2 separate regions of the Oryctolagus cuniculus genome follow, and region 1 is linked to region 2. The links are chromatin contacts, called in public Micro-C maps. All regions are on one chromosome and are shown on one strand. Each heading gives the region's core, a stretch centred on a gene start, on an enhancer-like site or on the middle of the called end of the contact. The rest is flanking DNA. Distances are from core to core; before and after follow the strand shown. Region 1 holds the start of IRF2BPL (interferon regulatory factor 2 binding protein like). Region 2 has its middle 51 kb from the start of IRF2BPL.

Region 1 (5,916 bases), core at 2,235-4,734, 50 kb after region 2:
TGCTGAACGCAAACCAGTTTATCCTCCAAATGAAGAAGCTACATACCTTTGTTTCAAAATATAGAAACAGACGACGAAAATAACGTCTATACAGAAGACTAACTTTTTGCAGTTGTTATATTCACAATTCTACACCTGGGGGGGAGGGGCGGGGCGGGGGAGGGGCCCTCCGGATCGCGAAAGAGCCGGTCTGGGGCGCAGGGGGCCGCGACCCCGAGGCTCAAGGGTCTCTTTCCTTTTTCACTTTGACATCCCCCGCTAAGATAGTCGCGATTTCGCCCTGCATGAAGGCCCACGGTACGTTCGACCCAACCAGGGGGCACTTCTCTCCGCTGGGGCAGTACACCTCGCCGGTGGCCCCCTGGGCCTTGATGCTCTCTCTGGAACAGGGGAAGCAGAACTTGTGGCTGGGGACGGATGGGCACTGAACGAAATGCGTGTCCTCCAAGCGTTCGTGGCAAATGGTACAGCACAGGGGTCCGCTGTTGGCCATGGGGGAATCCGGAATGTTCTGGGGGTGCACTTGGTCCATGCCCGGGTGGGCGGCAGGCGGCGGGGGCGCCACCTGCAAATTCAGGTCCCCGTTACGCGACGCCAAGCGGCGTTGCCCTGGCACGGAGGCCGGCGACACTGGGCTGCTGCTGTTGCGCCGCGCCGAAGCAGTGGTAGAATGCACCGAGCTGCCGTCCTTGGGCGAGTGCGCGGTGCCCAGCGTGTCGGCCACCGACATGAGGGCGGCCATGGGGGACGGGCCGTTCTGGGGGGCCGACTCGGGCGGGGTGGTCCGGTTGGAATGGGGTCCCAGGGGCGGCGGCGGCGGGGGCGGCGGCGGGGGAGGGGGCGGACCCCCCGCCGCGTGTCCCGGCGCCGCAAAGCCCCCTGCGGTCATGGTGAGCTTCAAAGCCTCGCTCTGGTTCGCCATCCACTGCTGCCTCTGCTGCTCCTCGCCCAGCTTCAGCGCGCCCTCAGCCGAGTCTGGGGGCTCGGGGGACGCCTTCCTCTTGCGAAGGCTGGCGGCTGTGCCCCGGCCCGAGGGCGCGGCTGGCGGCAGGGCCCCCGTCCCCGGAGGCGCGCTGGGGGCCCGACTCAGACTCACGAGCGCCGTGGGCAGCATGGGGCAGCTGGCGTCCAGGTAGGGCTGGGGCAGCATGTCGGCGCCGGGCACGCCCTCTTTGAAGAAGCGCACGGCCTCGGGCAGCAGGTCCCCTAGCAGGCGCCAGTCGCCAGAGCCGTGCTTCTTCTCGTACTCCAGGTACTTGAAGCCGGAGGAGAGGCCGCGGCCGAAGTCCTTCATGCAGTCCTGGTACATCTGCTTGGCCACCCCGGACGCGCTGGAGTACACGTTGCCGGAGCCCGTGGGGTACTCGATGAAGAGCTTCAGCTCGTAGTCCATGCCGGGCTTGGAGACGGCGTCGAAGGCGAAGACGCGGCCCAGCAGCGAGTGGTCCTTCTTGAAGCGCACCTCGTACGGCGTGCAGCCGGCCAGCGTGAGCAGCGTGTCGCGCACCATCTTGGGCTTGCTGGCCCACTCCTCGGCGCGGTTGCGCAGGCTCTCGCTCAGCTCGGCCAGGGCCTCGGCGTTACGCTGCTTTTCCTTGAGCTCCCGCTCCTGGTCCGTGCTCGACACCGAGCCGGGCCTCTTGGCGCCAGCGCCCACGCCCACCTCAGCCACAGACGACGAGGTCGAGGACGACGCTGAGGACGACGCGGCCGCTACGCCCGCGGCGCCGGCCAGGCAAGCGGGGCCCCCGGGGGCGCCTGGGGGCGCGGGCGTCGGGGGTCCCCTGCTGCCGAGTCCGTGGGGCGGGGGCGGCGGCAGCACGGCGGCGCTGGTCGGGCCATTAAGCAGCGTCTGCGGCAGCAGGTTGGGGGGCACGGTGAGCTGGGGCCCCCCGCCACCCCCGGGGTTGGGGAGCCCCGTCACCAGCCCACTGTGCGTGCCACGCCGAGACGCCGCCGACGCCGCCGCCGCCGACGAGGAGTTGGGGCTCTGCCGGTTCAGCTCCGGGGGTCCCTCCTCTGGCGCCGGCTTGGGGAAGCCGTTTGGGCCGCCCAGGCCGTTGGGCAGCCGCGCGGTGTGCCCGCTGCTGCCCAGGCTCACAGGCGGCGGCGGATACTCGAAGCGGGTGCGCTGTTCCACCGCGGCGGCAGCGGCGGCGGCGGCGGCGGCGCTCAGGCCGTAGCGCTCCAGGCCGGACGGGGCGGCCAGCACCGCGGGCTTGCTGGAGGCGTCGACGTGGTTGAGCTGCTGCTGTTGCTGCTGTTGCTGCTGCTGCTGTTGCTGCTGCGCGGCCGCCGCCGCAGCTGCCGCCGCCGCCGCCGCCGCCTCCTTGGCCGACAGGGCCACCGTCTTGACCCCGACGGGCGGCGGCGGCCCCGGGGAGCGGCCGTCCTGGAAGCAGCCGTGCGCCCGCTTCAGCTGGCGCGCCGTCTCGATCACGAACTCGATGCGGTCGGCGCCCTCGTAGTTGACGCATCCGCGGCATACGGGTTCCGAGAAGTCCCAGATCATGGCCCAGGGCATGCGAGGCAGGTCGCACAGGTAGCAGGATTGTCTCCGGGACGAGGACACCTGCGCCGCCGACATGATGCCGACCCTGGGGAAGGTAGGCCCCCGCCCGGGCTGGTTCCGCGGCGCCTTCTCCGGGAGGACGGGCTGGCCGGGGAGGGAGTCCGGCTGCGGGGGAGGGGGGAGGGGGGGCGAGAAAGTTCTGCCCCGGGGGCTGGAGGCAGCGCGAGTCTCCGCCGCGGGCGCTGCGCCTCTCCGTGGGGGCTCCACCGCCGGGGCGGCGGACACGCTCAGCCTGCTGCTCGCCCCCACCTCCTACTGCGGCGGTCGTGTCGGGAGAGGGGCGAGGGCGCCTTCTTCCTGGTGCCGCGGACCGAGGGTGGAAGCTCCGGGCCCGGGGGGAGGGGGCGAGGGTGCCCCGTGCTGGCCGTCGCTGCCTCTTGGCCCCCTCCCCGGCGCGGCCGCTGCGTGGAAGCTGCGAAGGGGCTGCCTCTTCCTTTCCCCCGGGGGGCCCCCCTGCGAGCCGCGTCCTCTCTCCCCGCCGGGCTCCCCGGGGCGAGGGCTCGAGGGCTGTGCCACCCGGTGCCCAGATCCAGTCTTGCTGAAGCCGCTGCTTCCCCGGAGGGCCGGGGCAGGGGGTGGCAGCCGGGCGAGGCGCTTCTCCCCTCCGCAGCGTCTGCCGTTCCGCGGGCGGCGGCTGGCTCTGTGCGCCGGAGGGAGCCGCCACGGCCACCGTTTCCAGGACGCACACGAGCCGAGGAGAGGGGCGCACGCACGCAGGCAGGCAGGCAGGCTCCCACCGCCCCCGGGCCGCCGCGGCTGGCGGCGCTCACGTCGGCTGCAGGGCGCTCGCGCGGCGCCTCGGCCCGGGTCGCATCCCTTCCCGCTCGCGCTCGCCCGGAATGTGGGGTTGTGATTGTTACTCTACGTTCCGGAGGCGCGTCTCGGCGCTCCTGCTCGGGCTGCGGCTCGCGCTGTCCCCGGCTTGGCCGCGCGGGATGCCGCCCGGGCGGAGCGCTGACGTCACCGCCATGCTCTGCACCAGTCCCCCCCCCCCCTTTACACTTCCTCTGTCTGTGGAGCCCACTTGTTGCTCTGGAAGGGCGCATGCGCGGCAGGACGCCCAGATTCCTCCCCGCCGGCCCCTCCTCCGCGCCGCCGCCCTCCCCTCCCCCTCGCCGTGTGTGTGTACGACCTCTGGGGCTGGGCGAGCTGAGGCTGCGAGTCCGGGGCTGGGGGTGGAAATGAAACAGACGATGACCTTTCCTCTCCCTGCTCGGCTTTCCCAAGTAGAAACGCCTGCAGGAACCGCAGGCGTGGTTGGCGATCCGCGTTCCCCTCCCCACCCCAGGCCCTCATTTAAATGTCCTGTTTCAGGATTTTCGCTGAGAATTTCACATAAGGTGTTACTCATTTCATCTGCGATCGAACCCCCACCCCACCCATTCCACCTGCAGTCGCCTCGCCCCTCCCTCCCTCCCTGCGCACGGGGAGCCGCCTCGGCACCACTGATGCCGAGGCACTTGTTAAATTAGCTGTTTTCCAGTCTTCCAGAAATCGCCTTTGCGATGTGTTCTTGTGCCCTGCTCTAGGAACCCGAGCTTCAGTGGTGGCGCTAAATGAATTCAGGGCGAGCCACCCCTCCCCCGAGCCGAACTATGAAAATTCTGGCTGAATGTCTGGAGAAACTACGAGCGCCCGGAGGCCTTTAAGGAAAACAGTCCGGTCCGCGGGCTGCGCACAGCTGCGCGGGAGGGCGGGGAGGGGAGGGGCCGGAGACCAAACAGGTGAGTGCCTTTTCCGGGTTTGTGAAAGCAGGTGGGGGCAGCATTTGGTAACGCTGAGAGCTTTTTTGAAGAGTAGGGCTGCAGCCTTCAAGGGCTCTCACGTGCTGCGATTTTATTCTGTAGTGCCCCAGAAGGCTGAGTAAGGCCATGATTTTTTTTTTCTTTTACAAGATCATTGCTCATCATTATTGCTTATTGCAGAAGAGATATGTCATAGCTCTAGTTAAGGCATTTCAATGGATTTTTTTTTCTAGTTATTAGGTCTGCTGTTTTTATTTCGTGAGAATTGCAATGGCCCTCCCTGCCCCCAAGCTTGGAGGAGGTGAGGCACTGTGATGAGAGTTCAGGGTCCAGAGTGTAGCCCACCTGGTTAGAATTTCCTGTCACTCACTGCCTTTGGCACTTTGAACTAGTTACTTACAGAACTCCAGTTTTCCATCTGTAGAATGGAGTGACAGCTGTCAACCTGGGGGATTCTTTGAGCTTCCAATGTGTTTCTCATCGTAAGCTTGCGGTTCAGACACTGCACTCGGGAGTTTACTTGCTTTGCCGTTAATATGCCCTCCATTGAGAGTGTATTATCTACATTATTAAGGTTCCATTATCTATGTTATTGGACCCTTCTTATCTACAAGGGAGATTGTGTTAGTAGCCCCATCTTGCAGACCAGGTAGGTAAAGAGGTTAAATAACTTGCCTGCAGCCAATGGGGATGGCTCTAAGTGCAGTAACTCGGATTTATGACATGGCTTTCAAAAGCTAGGGCTGCAGGAGGTGCTTTGGGGTGCTCAGAATTCCCATCAGCCCCCATTCTTGGTTGCAGACAGTCTTTGATAAAAAGGTATGCAAAGGCTCCTTCCTAACGGGCCCCCAGCCTCCCCTTCTGCCAGGACTGTGACATAAATATCCCATGCAGTATGTGGAGCCCAGGAAGCTGTCAGCACATTACGGTTAGTATTGGTATTGATACTGTTACTGTTACTGATTAACGCGTGAAAGTGCTTTGTTAACTGTATAAAACCTAAGAATCATTCTTACTGCTGTTGATTATAATAAAGTTAAGTTGAAGCAACAAGAAATGCTTATATTTGTATATTTCCACCCTTGACCTCTGGAGATATCCCCCTGTCCAACACTCTGCAGCACCCCCCTCCTACTCACCGCAGGGGAGGGGGGGTTAGGGATGGGGAGACAGGGGAAAGGAAGAGCCCTAGGGAGCCGCCTCTTTCCTCTCAAAGCAGCCAGACTTCTGTTTTTGCAAAACAGTGAGCTCACGGTGCACTCCCCAGCAATAATAAACTCTCCCTGTCCTGCTGGCTCAGAGCAGTGGTTCCTCTGGTAAGAGCCATGCCTCAGCCTCCCCCACCACACCATCCTGGAGCGAGTGGCAACCTGGGGCTCCTCGGCTCAGCTGTGTGACCCATTTCTTTACCTTAATATTTATTCAGCCCTTCCTTTGATTAAACCAGAAATGCTGGGGAAACGGTGAACTAGCCACAGCCCTCTAGCCAGGCTGCTAGAGAAAGCGAGTTGGAGGCTGTGTCCGTGTTATGTTTGATATGCACACACATATGTGTCTCCCTGTCTCTGTCTTCGATGTTACTGAAGGAGACACACACAC
Region 2 (6,045 bases), core at 1,867-4,366:
CTGGCATGGGAGGCACCTCCGAAAGGGTTGGCCTCTAGGACTGTGCCCAGATGGCCTTTCTTGTCCTGCTCCAATGCCGCTTATGGTCCTGTGGGTACTGTGGAGCTTCCTGCCAGGATGAAGACCCGACAGGCGCCCATGCTGCTGGCGTGCGGGCCTGAGCGAGCGAGCGAGCGAGCGAGCGAGAGAAAAGGAGAATGGGGATGTTGAGATCTGTCTCCATAGCCCTGTCCCCTGAACCTAAGGGCTTCCAAAACCACTGGTTGACCACATGCTTGGATGAAGCCGATCTCGTGATTTCGAAGCAACCAGAGGGGACAAGGCACCTGGCCTAGGGCCTGGGCCCAGGTTAGGGATAGAGGTTGGGGTTCGCTCCCTTCACTTTCCTCTGCCCTCACCCAGACCTGAGCCTGCCGGGAGCCCTGCAGGGACACTGCAGTGGAGGCCGGATCCTGCTGCCAGCTCCTGACCCTGCCCTCAGGGCACAGCCCTGGCTGCAGGGCTCTCCCTCCCCTCTCCTGGCCCACGCAGAGGCTAAGTCAGGACAGACGCCTGAGGCACAGTGCCTGTCACTGCCCAGTCAGCCTGCTCTGCCCAGCACAGGGCAGGCCGCAGACCCCAGGGCGGGTCCTTCCCCCGGCCTCCAGCCTCCGGCCTCCGCACAGGCCACTTTCACTTTCGGTTTTCTGCGAGGAAGCAGAAGGGCCGGGCCAGGCCAGGCCAGGCCAGGGGCTGCAGCTCCAGGGCAGACAGGGGCAGGGGGTGGGTCAGGGGGTCAGAAAGCCTGGCTCCTGGGGGCCTCCTGAGCAGGGGGAGAAAGGGCATCGGCCACCTCTGTGTCCCACAGCCAAGGGAGCAAAATCTCGGCCGGGAAATCGTGGGAGTGAGCCTCAGGGATCCTGCAGCCCTGGAGACCCTCAAGGCCGGCCCGATCCTCACCTTCCTGGATCCTCACTCTGGGCCAGGAAATAAAAACAACTTTAAAAAGCAAGCAAAAAACACCCTGCAGCCTTGGAGTCCACCACAGTGGAGCATGCCGTAGCTCTCCTGTCGCGCCAGACATCCCCATGTCCCCGAGGCCTCTAGTGGCAGAGTCCTGAACAGTCCTGTCTGCCTAGGGGGAGACTGAGGCACACGGAGCCGGGCCTGGAGAGGAAACACGGCTGGCACCTCCAGCATGGTCTCCCCAGTGGTCCAAGACATGCTTAAGGAGAGGAATTCTCGGGGCCGGCGCTGTGGCGCAGTGGGTTAAAACCCTGGCCTGAAGCACTGGCATCCCCTATGGGCGCCCATTAGTCTGGCTGCTCCACTTCCAATCCAGCTCTCTGCTATGGCCTGGGAAAGCTGTAGAAGATGGCCCAAGTCCTTGGGCCCCTGCACTGGCATGGGAGACCTGGAAGAAGCTCCTGGCTCCTGACTTTGGACTGGTCCAGCTCTGGCCATTGCGGCCATCTGGAGAGTGAACCAGCGGATGGAAATCTCTCTCTCTTGCTCTTGCTCTCTGCCTCTCTGTAATTGTCTGCCTTTCAAATAAATAAATAAATCCTTAAAAAAAAAAAAGGAGAGAAATTCTCCTGCTGTAGCTTCCTCAGAGGAGCCAGGGCTGTTTCAGGAACAGGCACAGGGAGGGGACCCAGAGCTGACAATTACCGGGGAGAGGGGCCAGTGTCGCGGCGCAGTGGGAGTACTGACTGGCTCGAGTCCCAGCTGCTTGGCTTCCGATCCAGCTCCCCACGGATGCCCCTGGGGAAGCAGCGGAGGATGGCCCAAGTGCTTGGGCCCCTGCTTCCCGAGTGAGAAAGCTGGAAGAAGCTCCTGGCTCCTGCATTTGGCCTGGTCCGGCCCTGGCTGTTGCAGCCATTTGGGGAGTGAACCAGCAAGTGGAAGATCTCTCTCTGTAACTGTGCCTTTCAAATGAAAGTAAATAAATCTTTTTTTTTTTTAATGGCATAATGGGCAGGCTTAGGATGCCTACATTCCATTAAAAAAGCTAACACCGTGAGAGAATGAGAAACGTCTTGCGTTCACTCCTTTCCCAGCAGGTGGGTCAGCTGCCTCAAGACACGGAGCTAAGGACCGAGAAATCAGGGAGGTGGAGACTTCTGCTGTTTTCAGGACAGGCACTTCCCCATGGCGCCCATCCCTAGGAATGCACACACACACATGCACGCATGCGCACACATGCACACACGCATACACATGCATGTGCACACACGGACACACATGCATATACACACATGCATATACGTGGGCACACACGCATACATGTGCTCGCACACATGCACACTTGTGTACACACGCGCACACGCGCACACGCGCACGTGCACACACACACTGGCCTTCCCCGTGCATGCATCCTGCATGGTATCAGACTCCCCCCATCGTGTCCGGGCTGCTGCTCTGGGTGCTGAGGATTCTGTTGGACCAAACAAAACCGTCTGGGCTGCCGATGAGCTTTCGTGGAGGAAGGGAGGTGGACAGAAAAGCAGTAAACACAGAGTGGGCATTGATCCTAGCACGTGAGCCACACCCCCGTCCCGTATCCGAGTGCCGGGTTCGAGGCCCCGCTCTGCTTCCAATCCAGCTTCTGCTGATGTGCACCCGGGGAGGCAGCAGTTGATGGTTCCTGCCAGCCACAGCCAGGCGCCTTTGGCTTGGCACAGCCCTGGCTGTTGCAGGCATTAAGGCAGCGAACCATAGGATTGAACAATCTCTCTCCACCATTCAAATAAAATGAAAATAAATTTTGAAAAGCAATCTAACGAGAAGTACAAAACGAAAGGGGTGATTTCGGAGAGTGGCCCACGGTGGGAGGGCACTAAAGCAGAATCGTGGCACAGAACGCACCCGGCAGAGCGCCAGCCTCGCTGAGGGCGTGACATTTACGCTGGCCTTGGGCAAGACGAACGCGCTAGGAGCCGAGGTGCCAGGACAGCCGGCTGCACCCACGTGGCCCCGCTGAGGTTTTTAGTAGCTCTGCCTTTCACTGTCAAGGGTGGCGGGGCAGAAGATCAGTTACTGCGATGAAGGCTTGAATTTATTCTCGGAGCAGCGGGAAGTCAGGGGAGGAAATGATGTAATTGATGTTTTGAGAAGATCTCACTGACTGCATTCGATGAGCAAGAGGGAGGCAGGGCCAGGCTGGGACGCGAACATGCCCAGTTCGCAGTGGGGGCCCTGGCGGGTGGAGAAGAACCTCCAACAGGCACCCCCAAGGATCTTCCCCACCCCACCCGCCAAGACTGGGCCACACTGCGGAGGGCAGCCCTCACCTCTGCTGCTCCGCGCCCCCCCCCCCCCCACGCCACGGTGGGCGCCCGCCCCTCGCAGCCCAGCGCCTCCCTGCAGGAAGCCGGCTGGCGGCGCCTGCTGCGTGACCTTGGGCTGCGAAGTCCGGCATTCGCAAAGTCAAAGCGAGCCACTTCCTCCTCCCCAGCGAGCTGGCGGGCGGGCAGCCGGCCGCCACTCCCTGCCCCCTCGCCGCTGGCGCAAGGCGGGCGCTGGCGCGAACGCGCTCCGCATGCTAAGGGCTCGCGCCCGTGCCTGGCCGCCCGGAGGCGCGTCTGTCACCCGCTGCTGACTCAGCACTTCTCGGGAAGGCTTTCCCTGCGCTTTGGAGGAGGAGGCCCGGAAATGAGGCTGCGGCTCCTCCTCCTCCTCCCCTCGGCCCGCAGGGGCACGCGCCAGCGTGTGTGTGTGTGTGTGTGTGTGTGTGCGCGCGCGCGCGTGCACGTGAGTATTTGCTGAGTCCTGGGTGTGTCTCTGATGTGTATTTATGTGTGTGCCTGGCCCGCACGTCTTTGCATGTGTGTCCTGGCCACCTGTGCCAGCCTGTACGTTTGTGTGTGTCATACATGTGCCTGGGAGCGTGTGTACATCAGCTCCTTGGCGCTTCCCTCCTCTCTCCCTCAGTCCTTGCTTCCTCCCCTGTCTTCACCTTGACCCCCAAGGTGACCCTGGGGTTTCTGAGGCCACAAGCCACACATCTTCCTCCCGGGCACCTCCCGCTCCTGCCGCACAGTCTGCCCCCAGCCCTCAAATCGCAGGAGCTCAGAGGCTAAAGGCGCAGACTCTGGGGTCAGCCAGATCTGGGGGACAGGCCCAGCTCTGCACCTGCCGGCGTTGACCTTGAATGAGATGCCCACCTTTCCTGAGCCTCACGTTCCTCGTGCTTGGGGCCATCATATCTCGCTGGAACATCCTCAGAGGATGGAGTTCAGCACGGCACAGCGCGCCTGTCGCTTAGGGCCAGGGCCAGTGTCAGGCCCACAGCCAGGGTCCGGGCAGCACCCCCTCAAGGACAAAAGTACTGCACAGCAGCTGACTTGGCTGCTGGGGACTGTGATTGGGAAAGGGGCGGGAGCTTCCTGCCTGACAGCTACTGCCGGGAAAAACAAGTGGTGACCTGATTTAGTGTTTCTCGAGCGGCTGGGAGGGAAGTCACAGGTGAGGGGTGAGGGGCTGCCCTCGGGGCCTCCAGCTCCGCCCAGCCTGCACCCTAGAGCAGTGTGCGGTGTCCCTGGGAGACGGTCCTTTTGTTCCGTCTGCTTCAGCCCGGGAAGGAGATTCTCAGCAGCTCCATTTCGCAGCTGGGCACAGGGAGGCCCTGGAAGGCCAAGTCCCAAGGTCACAGGGCTGACACACAGCAGATAGAACCCTGGCGCATCAGCTGTCCGTCAAGCACTCCCGGATGTGGACACCGCCCGCCAGCATCAGCATCCCGTACCAGAGTGCCTGGGCTCCAGTCCGGACTCCGTTCCCGCTTCCAGCTTCCTCCTGTGTGCACCCTGGGAGGCAGTGGTGACGACTCAGGTAGCTGCGTCCCAGCTACCCACACAGGAGACCCCCGCTGAGTTCCGGGCTCCTGGCTTGGGCCTGGCTCAGCTGGCTGTTTAAGGCATCTGGAGAGTGAGCCAGCAAATCTGATCTCTCTCTCTCTCTCTTTCTCCCCTCTTTCTGTCTTGTAAATAAAATAAATAAATATTTAAAACAGAAGAGAAAGGAGACTGCAGTGGCAGGGCGTGCCACAGAGCTTCCTTCATGCCCACGCAGGGACCTTAGCGCTGAGCTGGAGACGGGACCAGGGTTCCCTGCTGCTCAGCTCCGGCCTGGACCCTTGGGTGAGGCCAGAGCTTTCAGGGCCTGCGCACGGCAGAGAGAAAGGGGCGACAGCGTCTCCGGCCTTCCTGAGTCACAGGGCTGCCCCGGCATGCAGTGGGGCCTTTGCAAAACAGACGTGCCCATTTCTGCCCTGACAGCGCCGGGCGCGCAGTGGGCAGCTGTGGCCTGTCCCTACGTGGGGGTTAAAGTGGCCCAGCTACAGTGACTCACCCACTTGCCCAGCCAGCTGAAACCCTGGCCCAACCCCGCTACTCACCAAAGCCCCTGGGCCTGGCCGTCTAACCAAGAAGCATGAGAACTCTGGCTGGGACAACAGGAAATAAACAGAGGGCCACAAGACAGCCTCATTGGCAGCTTGGGAACCACCTGCCTCTGGGCTTCCGAGGGTGTGACTTTATTTATTGAAGTGGTTTGAGATAGGTCTTTTGTTCTTGCAGCCAAAAGCAACCCCCCCCCCCCAGGTGTGAAGGGGATATAGGCCTGTGGCCTGCTGGGGCTGTGATCCTTAGCTCAGGTGGTCTGCCCAACACTGGGCTCTTTGCACCTCTCCTGGAGGACTCTGGGGGCCCGGGGTGGTGGTGGGGGAGCAGAGGAAGCCTGTTGAGAGCAGGTGTGGAACCTGAAGCTGGTGGGTAGCACGCCTGAGTGAGGAGAACCCAGAAGGGGGCCTCCCCAGGAGAACGGGGCCAAATTCCAGCTGGGGTGGAAAACCCTGCAGAGCACACAGCTTTTCCAGAACGGAGCTTTTCCGTTACCAAAGAGCATGCATGGATGCAAGAGATTCACTGCCGCTATGTCCAATGCAGGCCAAAGCCAGGAACTGGGAACTCATCCAGATCTCCTCTGTAGGTAGCAGGGACCCAAGCACGCGGACCACCGCCTGCTGCTCTCACGGTGCCCGAGAGCATGAATGGAGCCGGGACT

What was found. Hi-C and Micro-C count contacts between places; a contact is called where the count stands out from the background.
Region 1: a contact with region 2 is called in a Micro-C map of ear pinna, with 2.4 times the contacts expected there. The contact joins the promoter of IRF2BPL here to the enhancer-like site in region 2. A contact is called at or near these places in 3 of 6 Hi-C or Micro-C datasets (ear pinna, psoas muscle and an unstated tissue).

Annotation. Positions count from the first base shown.
Region 1 is chr20:22,815,473-22,821,388 of mOryCun1.1, forward strand. It overlaps IRF2BPL (interferon regulatory factor 2 binding protein like), which reads right to left and starts at 3,485. Exons shown (of 1, transcript XM_008272001.3): 1 at 1-3,485. The coding sequence starts at 2,587. The coding sequence ends at 221.
Region 2 is chr20:22,765,390-22,771,434 of mOryCun1.1, forward strand. No RefSeq gene overlaps it. Among named protein-coding and RNA genes, the nearest start is that of IRF2BPL, 51 kb to the right of the region's middle. Within about 2 kb of position 3,117, at least 6 of the 8 cell types and tissues checked have an H3K27ac peak or open chromatin away from gene starts, as enhancers often do. A contact at or near this core is called in ear pinna, where this site is marked.